Regions from separate parts of the Mus musculus genome. Here all the other regions are linked to region 1. The links are chromatin contacts, called in public Hi-C, HiCAR-type and promoter capture Hi-C maps. All regions are on one chromosome and are shown on one strand. Each heading gives the region's core, a stretch centred on a gene start, on an enhancer-like site or on the middle of the called end of the contact. The rest is flanking DNA. Distances are from core to core; before and after follow the strand shown. Region 1 holds the start of Ndufa12 (NADH:ubiquinone oxidoreductase subunit A12). Region 2 holds the start of Eea1 (early endosome antigen 1). Region 3 holds the start of Nedd1 (neural precursor cell expressed, developmentally down-regulated gene 1). Region 4 holds the start of 5730420D15Rik (RIKEN cDNA 5730420D15 gene). Region 5 holds the start of Cradd (CASP2 and RIPK1 domain containing adaptor with death domain).

Region 1 (2,664 bases), core at 46-2,545:
TCCTAACCCCATCCATTTATACACACACACACACACACACACACACACACACACACACACACACACACACAAAATCTATAAATACTGGGCTGGAGAGATGGCTCAGCGGTTAAGAGCACCGACTGCTCTTCCAGAGGTCCTGAGTTCAAACCCCAGCAACCACATGGTGGCTCACAACCATTTGTAACAAGATCTGACACCCTCTTCAGGGGTGTCTGAAGACAGCTACAGTGTACTTACATATAATAATAAAATAAATCTTAAAAAAATAAAAGAAAAAGAAAATACTGCACTCACCAAAAAATTGCTTGTTGTCTTCGTAGTATTTATTTCCATATTTGTCTTCTCCCACCAGTGTACCAATCCTTATATCATTTGCCCTTTAAGAAGTACACAGAGGAAAAAAAAGGCATCTCAGAATGATTCACACTGTTCAAGACAAACCCAGAAACAGACCGTACCACCGACTGTTTCTGCATCGACACAAGAACGAGATGCTACGGGGGATGCTCGCTGCTTGTACACCTCTAGCCTTCAGCCGAAGGCTCTTGCCACTCAACGCTCACGAATTAACTTTCTGGCAAAGAGCTCTGGAGTCTCCTGTGTTGTCCCAGCAGCATGCAGACAGGTGTGTGTGTGTGGGGGGGGTAATCAACCAAACAACTGATGTGCTTAGATTGCATATAAAACACTACTTTCCAGCTACGGTCCACGTATGTAGATACGTGCACCCTGAGACACTAAGTTAGCAAAACCTTCAGGCAGTCAAAGTACTTCATCATCTTCGTATTACGAGTGTCCCCTGGATTATTCACTGGTCCTCCGGATTTGCTGCGATTTATGGGGCTAATCGGGACTAGCATGATCGCCACCTTCAACTTCTTACTGTACACAGTGCAGAGGAAAACTTGCCCAAGGTCACCGTGAGGGGTAGAGGGGTTGCTATGCTAAGCCTCATTACACCCCAGGACTCGAGCCCGGAGCATCCCGGCTACCCTAGCACCTGCGTCACAGCTCCGCCACTAGGGGCTGAGTAGGGCCCAGAGACGTCTCAGTCCAAGGAACTCAACTCTTGGGACTGAACTTGTCCTTGACCGGATCCCTGGACCTCCAAAGTGATCTAATCTGAGCTCCTTTCCAGGAAAGCAGCCAGCGGAGGTGCGTCCCCAGAGACCCAGGGTCTAGCCCTGGCCTCCTACCTGAAGAAAACCCGTAGGAGGCCCCGCAGGCCGCCGTGGCCGGTGACCTGCTGCACGCCGCGCTTCAGGACCTCCACCAGCTCCATTCTCATCTGCATGGTCCGCCCCTTCCGTGTTCGGGTAAAACCCGCCGGGCGGAAGACGAGATACTCAAGGCGCCACCGTTTGGAGGTTCCTGCTCGTCAACCGGCCGCGGAGGTCGTTCTACGCAGGCGCAGAGCTGGAGGTCGCGCAGGGAGGATTATCTGGGGTTTTACAGTACAGGTTGGTGTCTTCCTAAAGGTGAAATTAATGTTTTCGGAGGCTGTACCCAGAAAGCGACCCTGCGGGGAGAAGTACGCCAAGCAAAGCTTTCCCAGATGGGAGTTTCTCCTGTCGAAATAAGTTTCTTCCTCCAGACAACGATGACGCACATTCCAAAAATTCCTTATAGCACTAGAAGCTAAGAAATGCATTACTGACCCCACAGCGGTATTGTACATTTAATACAGAGTGCGTATGATTTTGAATTCATTAAGCGTCGGTATGCTGGTAGATGAGTGATGAAGAATTGCAAAGAATAAGATTAAGTAAAATACCTGAAGGATTTGTTATTTTATTGTTGCAAGGTGTAAGCACAGACACTAGGTAGACTTCATCACAGAGTTAGTGCTTTACAAAATAATAAAATAAATAAACAATACTGGCAAACCCCTAGCCATAAAAAAGAAAAAGAAAAGAAAAGAAAGAAGAAACTAGGATTAATAAAATTAAAGATTAAAAATAGTTAAGTGTCAAGTCGACAAGGCTGGCCAGATTGCGAACCTCGGGAATACACCTGCCTCCACATCCCTGGAACTGAGTCTACAAAGGTGCCACCATACCCGAATTTTCTACATGGGCTCTGAGCTGTAACTTCTTTTCTCACGCTTGCAAGGTAGGCTAAGATCAAACCCAGGTCCTTGGCAAGAGCAGCTAATATTCTTAATTTCATTTTAAAAATATTTTGCGTTATTTGCATATTGTTTCCAAGCCCTGTGTGTCTTTACATATTCCTCACAATATGTATGTTTTTTGATGACTAGAATGCAGGGGAGTCACAGGAGACTTCTGATAGCAGGATAGAAGGCAAATTGGCCTCCAGCTCTTTCCCTTAGAACACAGCCAGTAGGCAGTAAGGAGCAGAACAGAGAGACTCTGGCCATGCCCAGATTCTGTCCCACTGCAAGTCCCAGCTAACAGCCACTAATACTCAGTGACTACAGAGATTTAAACCCATGATTTCTGCCAGACCCCTGTTCTGACTGAATGGAGATAGGTTGTCCCTGACCACCTCTGTCTGTATTATACATTCATGTGAAAATGCACACTTCTAACTGGTAGGTTTGGGGTGGCTAACCGCAAAACCTTGATGCTTGACATACTGCCAATAGTTTTGAAGCCCCTTCTATATCCTTCCCCGTTTGCACCTTCCTCCTCCCTTCCC
Region 2 (2,664 bases), core at 102-2,601, 1.7 Mb before region 1:
ATTGCAAAAGGAAAAAAAAAAAAATCCAATGTCCCCACAGAGGGCCAGAGCAGACGTTAACTATGTTTCCTCTGATGTATGACCAGATGACTTCAATGTTTCACAGAAGCTGTCTAAACAGAATCTTCCCTTCCTGTGTACTGGCTGACTCAACCCTCCTTGGCACATTTCTTAACTAAATGCTACACATTCAGTAAGTTCTTGTCCTTTGAACTAATTCTCCTACTCTCTAGGTAACATCTCTTTACATTAACCAGCTGCAGAAGGGAGCGAATGGAAGCTATCCAAAACACTTGAGTAGGCAACTCTTATTAGAAGCGATTTTAATTATGTTATTCTAGGAACTGGTACCTAAACAAAACATCTACGGCTTTCCAACGCTCTTACCTTTTTACCCTCAAGATTTCCCAGATTTTACATTGAGATAGCCCTGGTGGAAACTAAACTGGAGTGTATCTGCCGTTTGAGCCATTTAGTCCTGGATAACTAAAATGAGGTTCTGGGTCTTGGAGAGGAAAATGCACTTGTAATTCTTAAAAGAAACTTTCCAACAGTGAGTAATATCTTCCTTCTCCACCGACTTTGGCAGTTCAGCGTCTTCAAGTCCCAGGACTAGGCCGGGTCTCCCATGACCCTCCTGTACCGTGCAGATAGATGAGTAAGGAGGCAGACAGGCAGGTGCGTGTCGTGGGAAGGTGGTGGCACGCTGGGGCAGGGAAGGGCCCCGCAGCCGCCCGCAGCCGAGCACCCACGGGCGCGGAGCCGGGAGCGGGGAGCGGGGAGGGGCGCGCGCGGGCACCACACCCTCCAGCCCGTGGTGACAGCCCCGAGCGCGGGAGCCGAGGCTGGAGGCCCTCCGGGCTCCGGCCTGCGCCCCGCCCCACCCGCAGCCCGGCTCCGGCAGGACCAGCAGGCCTCGGCGCACGCTGTCACCGGGCCTAGCGGAGCTCTGAGCGCCCCCGCCCTCCAGCCCGGGCTGCCCCGCGGCCGGGCTCGGACGCTCGCGCTCACGTGCTGCCGGAAGGACGGTTTCACTCTTACCCTCTGCAAGATCCTTCGAAACATGGTTTGGCCGGCCGCCGCCGCCGCCGTCACCGCCGCCGCCGCCGCGGGGACTCTCCGCGCCCTTATGCGGGTTACTCACGACTGGAGGGCGCGAGGGGCCGGCAGCCGAGCCGGGAGGGAGGAGGGCGGGGAAGAGGCGGCGGTGGACGCGGCTTTGGCGGCCCCGACTTCCCCACAGGCGGCGAGAGGCTCACGAGCACGAGCCAGCGAGGAGGGAGCCAGCGAGCGCCCGCCTGCCGGGCCGCCCCCGTAACTGACAGCTGGGCGGGCCCGCCCGCCCGGGGCCGAGGGGCGGAGCCGCTGCAGCCCCGCCTCCTCGGCCTGTCCATCCGCGGGGAGGGCGGGGCCGGAGGGAGGGCCGGCCCGAGGCTTCGACCAATCGGAAGCGGGGCTAGTGTGAGAGACAGGCCACAGGAAGCTGGTGCCTTGGCTTCTTCCGCCGAGAGCTTGGACCTTGGGTGCCGGACCCTGCTCGGGAATGTTGAGGGTTGCCTGGTGTTCTGATGGAGAAGATGCGTGGGGACCTCACGGGTCCCGCCTGGAGGTGTCCCCCACACGGGGATGGAAGAACAGGTTTTAGAGCTAACTTCAGCTGAGCCCCAGCCTAGGATGGAAGTTTGCTAGCGCTCTTAGTGCAGCAACCCCGAGCCGGATCCTCCTCTTGGCTGGAAAGGCTGATTCGACCTCTAAACTCCAAGCCATTGTGGACCCGAGAAACCAAGGCTTACTTAACTGTGTTGGGCTTCCCCCTGCTTTTCCATACCCAGGTTACCCGCTTCCTTCCTGCTTCTGATTGCAATCAGAGCAACAATAAAACATGGGAGGAGGCTGGGTTTGGGATTAACTAGAGAAGTTTGGGTTTATCCTTTTGTGACAGGGCAAAGGTTTCTTCATCTTATTTCAGCTGGAGCCATCCTTGTTTTAAGCTGAAACACACACACTTTTACTAGCCCTTCCGTGGGAAAGCACCTAACTATGTTCTAAAAGCAAGGGGTAGAAATACCCCAGCTAACTTCGTGTCCTTGGCTTCTGTTTAACCACTTGCTTGCTTCCTCCTTCAACTGCCAGCTAGGATGTGAGTTTTCTGTGTTCTTTGTCTCTAGAAACTCTCTGTAATGTGCATTCGGGGTTGCTCTGTTATAAGTGTTTCTCTCCCAGGCAATTCCAGTGCTTGGGAGGCCTCTGCCAGGTTCTAGATGACTAAACTGCACAAGGTGAAACTTGGGATACTGACAGTACCTAGTGACCTGGGAGCTGAGAGAGCAATCAGAAAGGCTGGGAACTGGGGATGCCTAGATTGTGGGGTGGGGGAAAGCATTGAATACCTCAGGTAAGGTTTCTCTATCTGTAGCTAATAATCCTAGGGACTTGTGGAAAAGCTAAATGCAGTGTCAGTTTCTGAGTCGGTGGGGCCTCCAGGACGCTGTTAGGTCAGGATTGTGGGGGTGGGGGGGCTACCAGATTTGAGAACTTTGTCCTATTTTTGTATTGTGTAGATTGCTTGTGCTGTTCATTGTTCTTGAGAAATTTAAAATCATGGGTCAAAATTCTTCTACCCAGAAAACCCCTTGAATCTGATGAACTCTCATTTTAAGAGTC
Region 3 (2,664 bases), core at 73-2,572, 1.5 Mb after region 1:
TATGGTTGTTCCTCACCAGCTTCCAGAAGCTGGAGAGACTTCTTTTTCTCCTAGGGGAGGTGGGGATTGGCACTTCTTAGGTTTCCAGTTGTTTTTGATATGGGTTCAGATAACTGGGACATTATGTATCCAGTTGAGAAACACATCCGGTGTGCACCTGGGACAAAGGAGCAACACTTTCCATAGGAACATGCTATCAGTGATGGAAGTAAGAACTCTCAACAGAGCAATCTTTTAGCAGGAATGTTGGGAAAACTCAGTTCATTGGCCCCTTTCTACCATGAAATACATTTCCTTCAAAAACAAAAAAACCAAAAAACCACTGAGTTGGTGTTCATGTACCTGAACAGCAGCATGTGAAGCTGCGGATGTGAAGATGGCTAGCTCAGAGGCTGAAGTCACTACTGGGTTTGTTCTCAGGGTTAGGGTTCGTTTTGGGTTAGATGTTCCTCTCCTCTGCTTTCCTCCTTTTCCCTCCCACCCCTTCCTTTCTCTTCCCCTCCTTTCCTTCTCCCACTCCTGCCACAATTTCCTCTCCATTCCCTCCCCTCTTTGAAACTGAGTTTCTTTGTATAACCGTCCTGGAACTCGTTCAGTAGACCAGGATGGATTTGAACTCACAGAGATCCCATTGCCTTTGCCTCCTGAGTGCTAGGATTAAAGGCTTGTACCACCACACCCCTTTGAAGTTAGATGTTTAACCTGCAGCTTTTCTTGGCTTCCTCTCAAGTAATCCTCTCCTAAACCAACCATGTTAATTGCCTTTATTATGAGCGTTCTTCTTTGTGATAACTGTGACACCTTTTTTTGTGGGAACTGAGAGTTGCCCGTGAATTCCCCATCTTTTATTCTTCTGTTTTGTTTTGTTCAAGACAGAGGTTCTCTGTGTAGTCCCTGGCTGTCCCGGAACTCACTCTGTAGACCAGGCTGGCTTAGAACTCAGCAGTCTGCCTGCTTCTGCCTCCCTAGTGCTGGGATTAAAGGTGTGCACCGCCACTGCCTGGCATTTTATTCTTGCCTTCCCTTTCCCTACAGAAGTGTTAATATTAACTTCCTAACTAGACTGTAATCTCCAGCAGGCTAGGGAACCTGCGTGTTGACTGACCTCTTGTCCCTTCAAGCTAAACACAGTAAGTGCACACCCACAGCCTAACTCAGCGCCTGGCACACAGTAGCCAGCAAACAAATGAGTGATAAAGGAGCAGTAGCTACAGGCTAGGATATCTTCCTCTGCACCGCCCCAGGGTGGGAGGCCACCCAGCACCCCCGCGGGCTGAGCGCTCGGGGCACCGCCTTTCCCGTGACGTCATGCGAGGCGGGACTTCCGGCCGCCCAAGTTTAACAGTCCAGGCGGGAGCCGGAAGCGCAGCGAGGAACGGGTGGAGCTGGGCCTCCCCTGTGGCCCCACGCTTGAGAGGTGAGGTTCCGCCTGACAGGGAGGCTCTGTGAGCGCGGTGGCCTTGGGCCGGGGACCCCCGAGGTCAGCCTCTTCGGTCCTGCGTTGGGCGGCAGCGGGCGCGCGCGCGCGCTGGAAAGTGGCCGGGGACCGGGCAGGACAGGACAGGACAGGACCGGGTCGCGGGCCCCGGATTTAAGGGCCAAGCTGCCCCGAGCGGCTCGTCCACCCCGACTCCCGGGTCTGGCTCGCCCGTAGCTGCTGAGCGCAGGCGCCCTGGGCTAGGGGTGCAACTCCCGAGAACTCTTCTTGAGCAGAGAGTGCAGTTGGTCGCTGTCGCTCTTCTTTCCCGGGATCCTCTCCCGGGGACTGATGTCAGAGCCCAGAAGCCAAGCGAAGGGACTGTGAGAGGTCTCCGTGAAGTCAGCCTCACTGAAGCTGTGTGGGTCGCTTAACTCTTCTGAAGAGCCTTGATCCACTCATTGCACCACACTGCACAGTAGGCTCCTTGTGTGGGGTTAGGGTAGCAGCAGCTTGCAGCTGTTTACTGTTCTTCAGAGTTCAACTTTTCTACCCTGTGTTTTTCCATGGGCCGGGGAACAAGGGGCATTGAGTAAGTGTTTTAGTCACCAAATAGAAACATTGTCTACAATTCAACAGGTGACTCTGCAAGTTTTTAGCCTCACCTACTAGGGGTCCCTTCTAACTCAGAACCACCCCACACACTACTGTATCCAAAAATATGCACAACAAATAACTGTTTTAATCCTTTCCATAAACTTTATTTATTTATTTATTTTTCCTCTTGAGACTCAATGATTTCTGCCTTATGCTTTTTAGTTTGTCCTCTGGAACCCAGATATGTATGATGCTTTTGTTGATGATGTGGGGGCGTGTCTTTGACCACTGTTGGCCTTTAACCTTGGTTAAATTCAGCCCCCTATGTCACCAGATGGAATCAATTCAGTGTGTTGTAGCTGCCGTAGCATCCCTTAAAAAAAAAAAAAAAAAAAAAAAGTAGGGCGTGGTGGCGCACACCTTTAATCCCAGCACTCGGGAGGCAGAGGCAGGCGGATTTCTGAGTTCAAGGCCAGCCTGGTCTACAGAGTGAGTTCCAGGACAGGCAGGACTATACAGAGAAATCCTGTCTCAAAAAACCAAAAAAAAAAAAAAAAAAGTAACCACTTTTTATTAGACTTCAAGTATCAATGAAACTGTGTTGACCTATAAAAAGAAACATATTTTGTGTGGCTACCATGGATTAAACA
Region 4 (2,664 bases), core at 77-2,576, 1.2 Mb before region 1:
TAATCTGTATGATCTCAAAAAAAAAAAAAAAAAAAACACCACCACCAACAACAAAAAAACCAACAAAAAACCAAAACCCTTTAGGAGTGCAGAAGCACAGGCACACACTTCCACTTCCTCTGAGGTTTTCTACCAAGAAAGGATCAACCATTCATAAAACGTTGGTCTTAGTTATCCCTGCACATTGTAGAGGCTTAAAAAGTTTAACTTGGGCCTCCAACTCACTACACAGAACTCCAGAGGGATCCGCCTGTCCGTTCATGCTAACCTTTCACCGACATCTTGTTTTTAAGTTTACAGAAAACGTTAGGGACCTAAAGAAGGTAAGCATCCTGCTAAGTTACTCCCTGGCTTTACACAGGCTTTCTAAAACTTGAGTAAGAGGCATCCTTCCCATCAAAGATTCCAGGAAAACAGCCTCCCCCCTCCGCGGCCACACATACGAATCTATCGCTGACAAAGCCCCTGTAAGCTGGCTTATGTCCTCCCCTCGCGTTCACCATTCTGTAAGTGCATAGAATTATTTAAGAGGAAAAAAATTACTGTGGATAAAAATTGGTTCGGGGCCTTGGAATTGGCCGGTCGTGTTGTGTTTCCTTCCAGGGCCGGCAGGCGGGGCACCAGGCAAGGCTTGGAAGCCGCGCCTCTCTCAACCTCTCCTGGCCACCCTTGCCCAACTTCCCCATAGACACAGCTTCAACTAAAAGTGGCCATTGACCTTTCAAGCTTTTGAGCAGTGGGGCAACAGAACAGTATTTCAAAGAAAAATGGTTATCGAAATTTCGAATCCGGTTTTCCCATGAGTGTTTTTTTTTTGTTTTTGTTTTTCTGTTAAAAAAAAAAAAAGTAGGTCACATTCAAAGTGGGTCACGTTTCAGGAGCCGGCGTGCCTGGATGCCGGCGCGGAGGCTAGGTGGCCTCTTACAGAGTGGGAGGTGAGGGTCCCAATAGGAAAGAAGTACTGGGATCAATACGAACTCCGGGTCCCTGGCTTTGCAAGGATTCACAGAGACAAACGCACCAGGCCTGTGACCCCGCACCCCACCCGGGCACAGGTAAGGGCACCTCCTCTGTAGGGTGGCCAGGGTGGGTCTCCCGAAGGGCAAGCAGGAGTTGAGCTGAGGAGGAAAGGAGAAGCTGGGCAAGGCTGATGCAGGGGACTACCAGTTGGAGCTCCAGGGGGGAGGGATTGAGGGCAGTCTGCGCAGCTTTAAGGAGGCGCTCAGCTCGTCTCTTTCCTGGCCTTCTAGGATGCTGGCGGAGGGGACAGTCTCTGGTTCGCTTCCCGAGGTGCCCGGGAGTGGTAGTCGACCTGGGCAGTGGCGTGCTAGCTCTAGCTCTGTGTGTGTCTTAGAGAGGGAGGGACGGACATCTGAGCCCCGCCCCCTTCCCGCACGCTGGTCCTGCATCCCACATGGAGGAGAGGAGGGTCGCGTCTGGCAGGCGCACAGCGGGGTGGATGGCTGGCCTAAAGGTTCCCTCCTACGTGGAGGGCTGGGGAGAAGAGGGGCTGCTATTCGCGGGACCGAGGTGCTCAGCTGTTGCAGACACAGGGGCAGGTACTGGTGGCTTAATAGGCATTGGCTGGGGACTTCTCCTTGTTCCCGAGCACCCCGAGGTGCAGGGTCAGAGGAGGGCGGAGTCGCAGGCTTCCACCCCGCAGCCACCAGCACCAGCACCCGCACCGGCTCTCTCCACCCGGCTCCCTTGAAGCCTGCGCATTAGCGGCCGGGGCCTCTTTAAAGCGCTGGCGGGGGCTGCGGTCACGTGAGGCGGATTCCTGGAAAGTTCCTGGAAAGCGGCCTCCGCCGCGGCCGGGCGGGGCGCGAGGGGCGGGAGGCGGGGAGCGAGGGAGGCGCGTCGGGCTGGGAAGTCGCGCGCACACTCGGCTCCGGGGACAGACGGTTAACTCTTGCCAAGTCTCGCCGCCTCTGCGGCTCCCGGGCCTTGGGCTTCCCCCCTGAAGCATGAGCCTTTCCTCCCGCAGCCGCCAACGCTGCGCGGGTCTCGGACAGTGCGCGCCGGGACTCCAGGCGCGCGCCCTCAAGATCCCTTGTGCCCGGAGCCCGGAAGCTTGCGGCAGGTACCGCTCGCGAAGCCCGAAGGTTCCGCCCGGGGGGACAGTGGCCGGGAGGGCGGCGGGGTGCGAGCACGGGGGCGGCGGCGGACCGCCTGGGCGTCCGCAGTTTAGGGCGCCCCGGGAGAGTTCAAGTCGGGGCTCTGCCCCATCCGGACTCAACTGCCTCCTCTCTCCCGGGTTCCTTCTCGGTCTCGGGAAATTTTCCGAGCACCCCCACCCCCCAACAACTGCTACCCAAATTTATAATCCTAATAACCTGATCTCCCGCTCCTCCCCGCCAGCCTCCGCCCTTGCTCCCCCACCCCACCCCTTCTCTTTCTCCCATCTCCTCCGCTTCAACTGGAGGGAAACCCGGCACTGGCGAGCAGGGGTGTCAGCCTGGGGCGGAGAGGGGGGGGGGAAGCTAGGCGACGATCCCTGGGATTTTTGTCTGCCTTTGGCGCAGAAAAACTCGGTTGCTTTTACTGAGCGCAGAGCCGATTGCATCCCCAGGCATCTCCTTCCACAAATAAACGTCACCCGGGGAACTCAGACGGACACCCCTCCTTGCCCCCTGGCTCCCCCGCCCCTTGTCCGCTGGGGAG
Region 5 (2,664 bases), core at 64-2,563, 1.1 Mb before region 1:
CAGAGGGACTTGGTTAGAATTTAGGTTTTACTCTGTATTGGCTGTGAGATTTTGGATGATACAATTGACTTTCCTGCTTCTCTAGACTGCAATGATTTGAAATGCTAAAAAGAATTCCTACCACTTACATAAAAACACTGTCAGTAAGACAGCTAGTGCCTGCATAGAAACCCTGGAGTATATTAGCATTGTAAGTTTGCACATACAGTTGAAAGGTGTTGAGGAAGGAGATTTATAAGTGTCTACTGATATGTTTATAGATATTTTATTTTCAACTGGAGGTACTGGTAGAAATATTCTTTTTCTATTGTCAAAAAATTTTTTTAGCACACACATCCTTTTTGTTACATGTCACCCAACTAATTAATGAGTTTATTAATTGTTTTATTTTATGAAGTAATTTGTGCATGTAGGTGTATATTACTGGGAGTTGAACTCAGGGCTTAACTGCTAGATTAACTTTTGACTAGCTTATTATAGTCAGGCTCTCATGGAGTTTTTTCTGTTAAGATTCAACAATTCATTTACTCTTTCACTTAGATAACGTAGATCACCTGTTCTCAACCTGTGGCTCTGTAACAACCCTTTCACAGTGGCAGTGTAAGACTTATCAGAAAACACAGATGTTTACACTAGGATTTATAACATAGCAAAATTAGTTATGAAGTAGCAACAAAAATAATTTTATGGTTGGGGGACACCATATTACAAGGTCAAAGCATTAGGAAGATTGAGAACTACTGCCTTAGAGTTTTTAAACCACTCTCTCTCTTTTTTAATGTAGGAGAGTGTGCCTCTTTTCCCACAGCAAACATGGCGGAACAAACTTCAACCTGACGTCTTGCGCCCTCAACAAAGATGGCTACAGCACTTCCTGCTCTTGCCTTTAACAAAGATGGTCGCAATACTTCCTGTCTAGGACTTTTGCCCTCAACAAAGATGGTCTTTATGGTACAGGTTCCCTAGCAGTCTGGATTCCGGTTGTAGTTTTAGTTATTCTTTTTTTTTTTTTTTTTAAACGGTACGTGGTCGCAGACGTAAGTAAGATGACTCCATCTTCTCTCGCTGTCCCCGCGCCGTGGCGACATCGCCCCTGCGCGGCTCTCCCGGGGGCTGGACCGGGGTTCGGGTGGCGGTGCCGGGGGTCGGTTTCCTCCGAGAGGACAGTCTGCGGCTTCATTTACCGTGAAAATCGTCGGTAGCTCTAACTGTGCCACAACCACGGCTTTCAGCTGCCGAGACAGGGAACTTTTTACAAGTTCCAAATGGAAACACGCTGCCAAAACAAAACAAAACAAAACGGTCACCCACGCCCTCCTCACCTGCCACCTCCCGATTTGGCGGAAGATCGCGAGCAAGGCTGGGATCCGACGTCCCGCTTGTGTGGGCTGAGGGTGGCAGAAGCCCCGCCCGCCACCCTTGCTCCCCTTGCCTTCATTGCCACCGCAAGCCACCCCGCAGCACACTAGCGACCTGAGCTCATTCAGTGTCCCATGCATGCGTGCTCACGGCCCTACTGCGACCCACATTCCGAATTCTTGTGAGGCTTATCGGTAAAGGCACACAAACACTCATTTTCTTGAGGGTGCTTGTCCTTTCTTTGAATGCTCTATAAACTTCTTTCCTCCGGACTGTCTTCTATTGCTGGTCAGGGTCTATAAATAAATGTCCCTGGTGCTTTTTAGCAGTTTCTAAAGCGTGGGTGCTGGACTAACTCTGGCAAAGCAATATTGAAATCCACTATTTTCTAGCATTTAATTTTATATAATAATATAAATAGATTAATAAATCTGTAATCCTTAGGGATTGCATTTTAAGTAAGGGATCAGATCTGTTTTCTGTTGGCTCTCTTACTGCACAAGGAATTGAAATAGGGCCCCATTATCGTGAGAAGCAGAGGTAGAAACATCCATAATGAGTGTCGTTCATTATGCCGGGAAGTGTTTGAAATATCCGTGGTTTGGCTTAACAGCCGCTTAGGAAACACCGTGGCTCAGCAGCCTCTTAAGATATAAAGACCTGACTGATTTTTGAGGTGCTCATTAATGAGTTTGCAGCAATACACTGACTTTGGGGGGGGGGGTGTCCATCAGCATTCCTGAAACCTAGGTGCTCATTTTGGCTCTTTCCAGGAAGAAATGGAAGCCAGAGACAAGCAGGTACTCCGCTCCCTGCGTCTGGAGCTGGGTGCCGAGGTACTGGTGGAAGGACTGGTTCTTCAGTACCTTTACCAGGAAGGAATTTTGACAGAAAACCACATTCAAGAAATCAAAGCTCAAACCACAGGCCTCCGGAAGACAATGCTGTTGCTGGACATCCTGCCTTCCAGGGGCCCCAAAGCTTTTGACACCTTCCTCGATTCCCTCCAGGAATTTCCCTGGGTAAGAGAGAAGCTGGAGAAGGCGAGAGAGGAAGTCACAGCCGAGCTGCCTACAGGTAGGCCCCAAAGAGATCCCCTCAAAACAGCTCTGGAAGTGTTGCAACCATGCCCAGTGGATTGGAATTTGGTCTTTTAGGAGGGACCAGGGCCACGAGCATGGGCAACGGTTTGGATGCAGAGGGCATGGCGTCGGAGGGTCAAGACGAGGAGGCGGTGTTAGGAAACTCGAGGAAGGAAGGGAACATGAACCCTGAGGCTGAGGGGTTAAGGAGGGAACTGAGAGT

Evidence for each region. Promoter capture Hi-C pulls out the DNA fragments that hold promoters and counts their contacts. Hi-C and Micro-C count contacts between places; a contact is called where the count stands out from the background. HiCAR-type assays count read pairs that join an accessible place to other places. Capture Hi-C pulls out chosen DNA fragments and counts their contacts.
Region 2: a promoter capture Hi-C map of adipose tissue shows a contact between it and region 1. The contact joins the promoter of Eea1 here to the promoter of Ndufa12 in region 1. A contact is called at or near these places in 3 of 39 promoter capture datasets (the 3T3-L1 cell line, liver and pre-B cells) and 1 of 9 other capture datasets (adipose tissue).
Region 3: a Hi-C map of CD4 T cells shows a contact between it and region 1, with 3 times the contacts expected there. The contact joins the promoter of Nedd1 here to the promoter of Ndufa12 in region 1. A contact is called at or near these places in 1 of 39 promoter capture datasets (pre-B cells) and 1 of 484 Hi-C or Micro-C datasets (CD4 T cells).
Region 4: a HiCAR-type map of astrocytes shows a contact between it and region 1, with 4 times the contacts expected there. The contact joins the promoter of 5730420D15Rik here to the promoter of Ndufa12 in region 1. A contact is called at or near these places in 7 of 39 promoter capture datasets (the 3T3-L1 cell line, the HPC-7 cell line, the SN4741 cell line and 4 more) and 3 of 115 datasets of contacts at active chromatin or transcription factors (astrocytes, embryonic forebrain and forebrain).
Region 5: a contact with region 1 is called in a promoter capture Hi-C map of liver, with 3 times the contacts expected there. The contact joins the promoter of Cradd here to the promoter of Ndufa12 in region 1. A contact is called at or near these places in 8 of 39 promoter capture datasets (the 3T3-L1 cell line, HPC-7-derived erythroid cells, the SN4741 cell line and 4 more), 2 of 115 datasets of contacts at active chromatin or transcription factors (astrocytes and forebrain) and 1 of 9 other capture datasets (liver).

Annotation. Positions count from the first base shown.
Region 1 is chr10:94,197,666-94,200,329 of GRCm38.p6, reverse strand. Ndufa12 (NADH:ubiquinone oxidoreductase subunit A12) reads right to left here and starts at 1,295. Exons shown (of 4, transcript NM_025551.4): 1 at 1,200-1,295; 2 at 298-380. The coding sequence starts at 1,285.
Region 2 is chr10:95,939,350-95,942,013 of GRCm38.p6, reverse strand. Eea1 (early endosome antigen 1) reads right to left here and starts at 1,351. Exons shown (of 29, transcript NM_001001932.3): 1 at 1,042-1,351. The coding sequence starts at 1,065.
Region 3 is chr10:92,721,076-92,723,739 of GRCm38.p6, reverse strand. Nedd1 (neural precursor cell expressed, developmentally down-regulated gene 1) reads left to right here and starts at 1,322. Exons shown (of 15, transcript NM_008682.2): 1 at 1,322-1,417.
Region 4 is chr10:95,416,037-95,418,700 of GRCm38.p6, reverse strand. It overlaps 5730420D15Rik (RIKEN cDNA 5730420D15 gene), which reads right to left and starts at 1,326. Exons shown (of 5, transcript NR_045339.1): 1 at 1,022-1,326. It overlaps Socs2 (suppressor of cytokine signaling 2), which reads left to right and starts at 1,844. Exons shown (of 3, transcript NM_007706.4): 1 at 1,844-2,083.
Region 5 is chr10:95,322,358-95,325,021 of GRCm38.p6, reverse strand. It overlaps Cradd (CASP2 and RIPK1 domain containing adaptor with death domain), which reads left to right and starts at 1,313. Exons shown (of 3, transcript NM_001330138.1): 1 at 1,313-1,553; 2 at 2,133-2,436. The coding sequence starts at 2,139.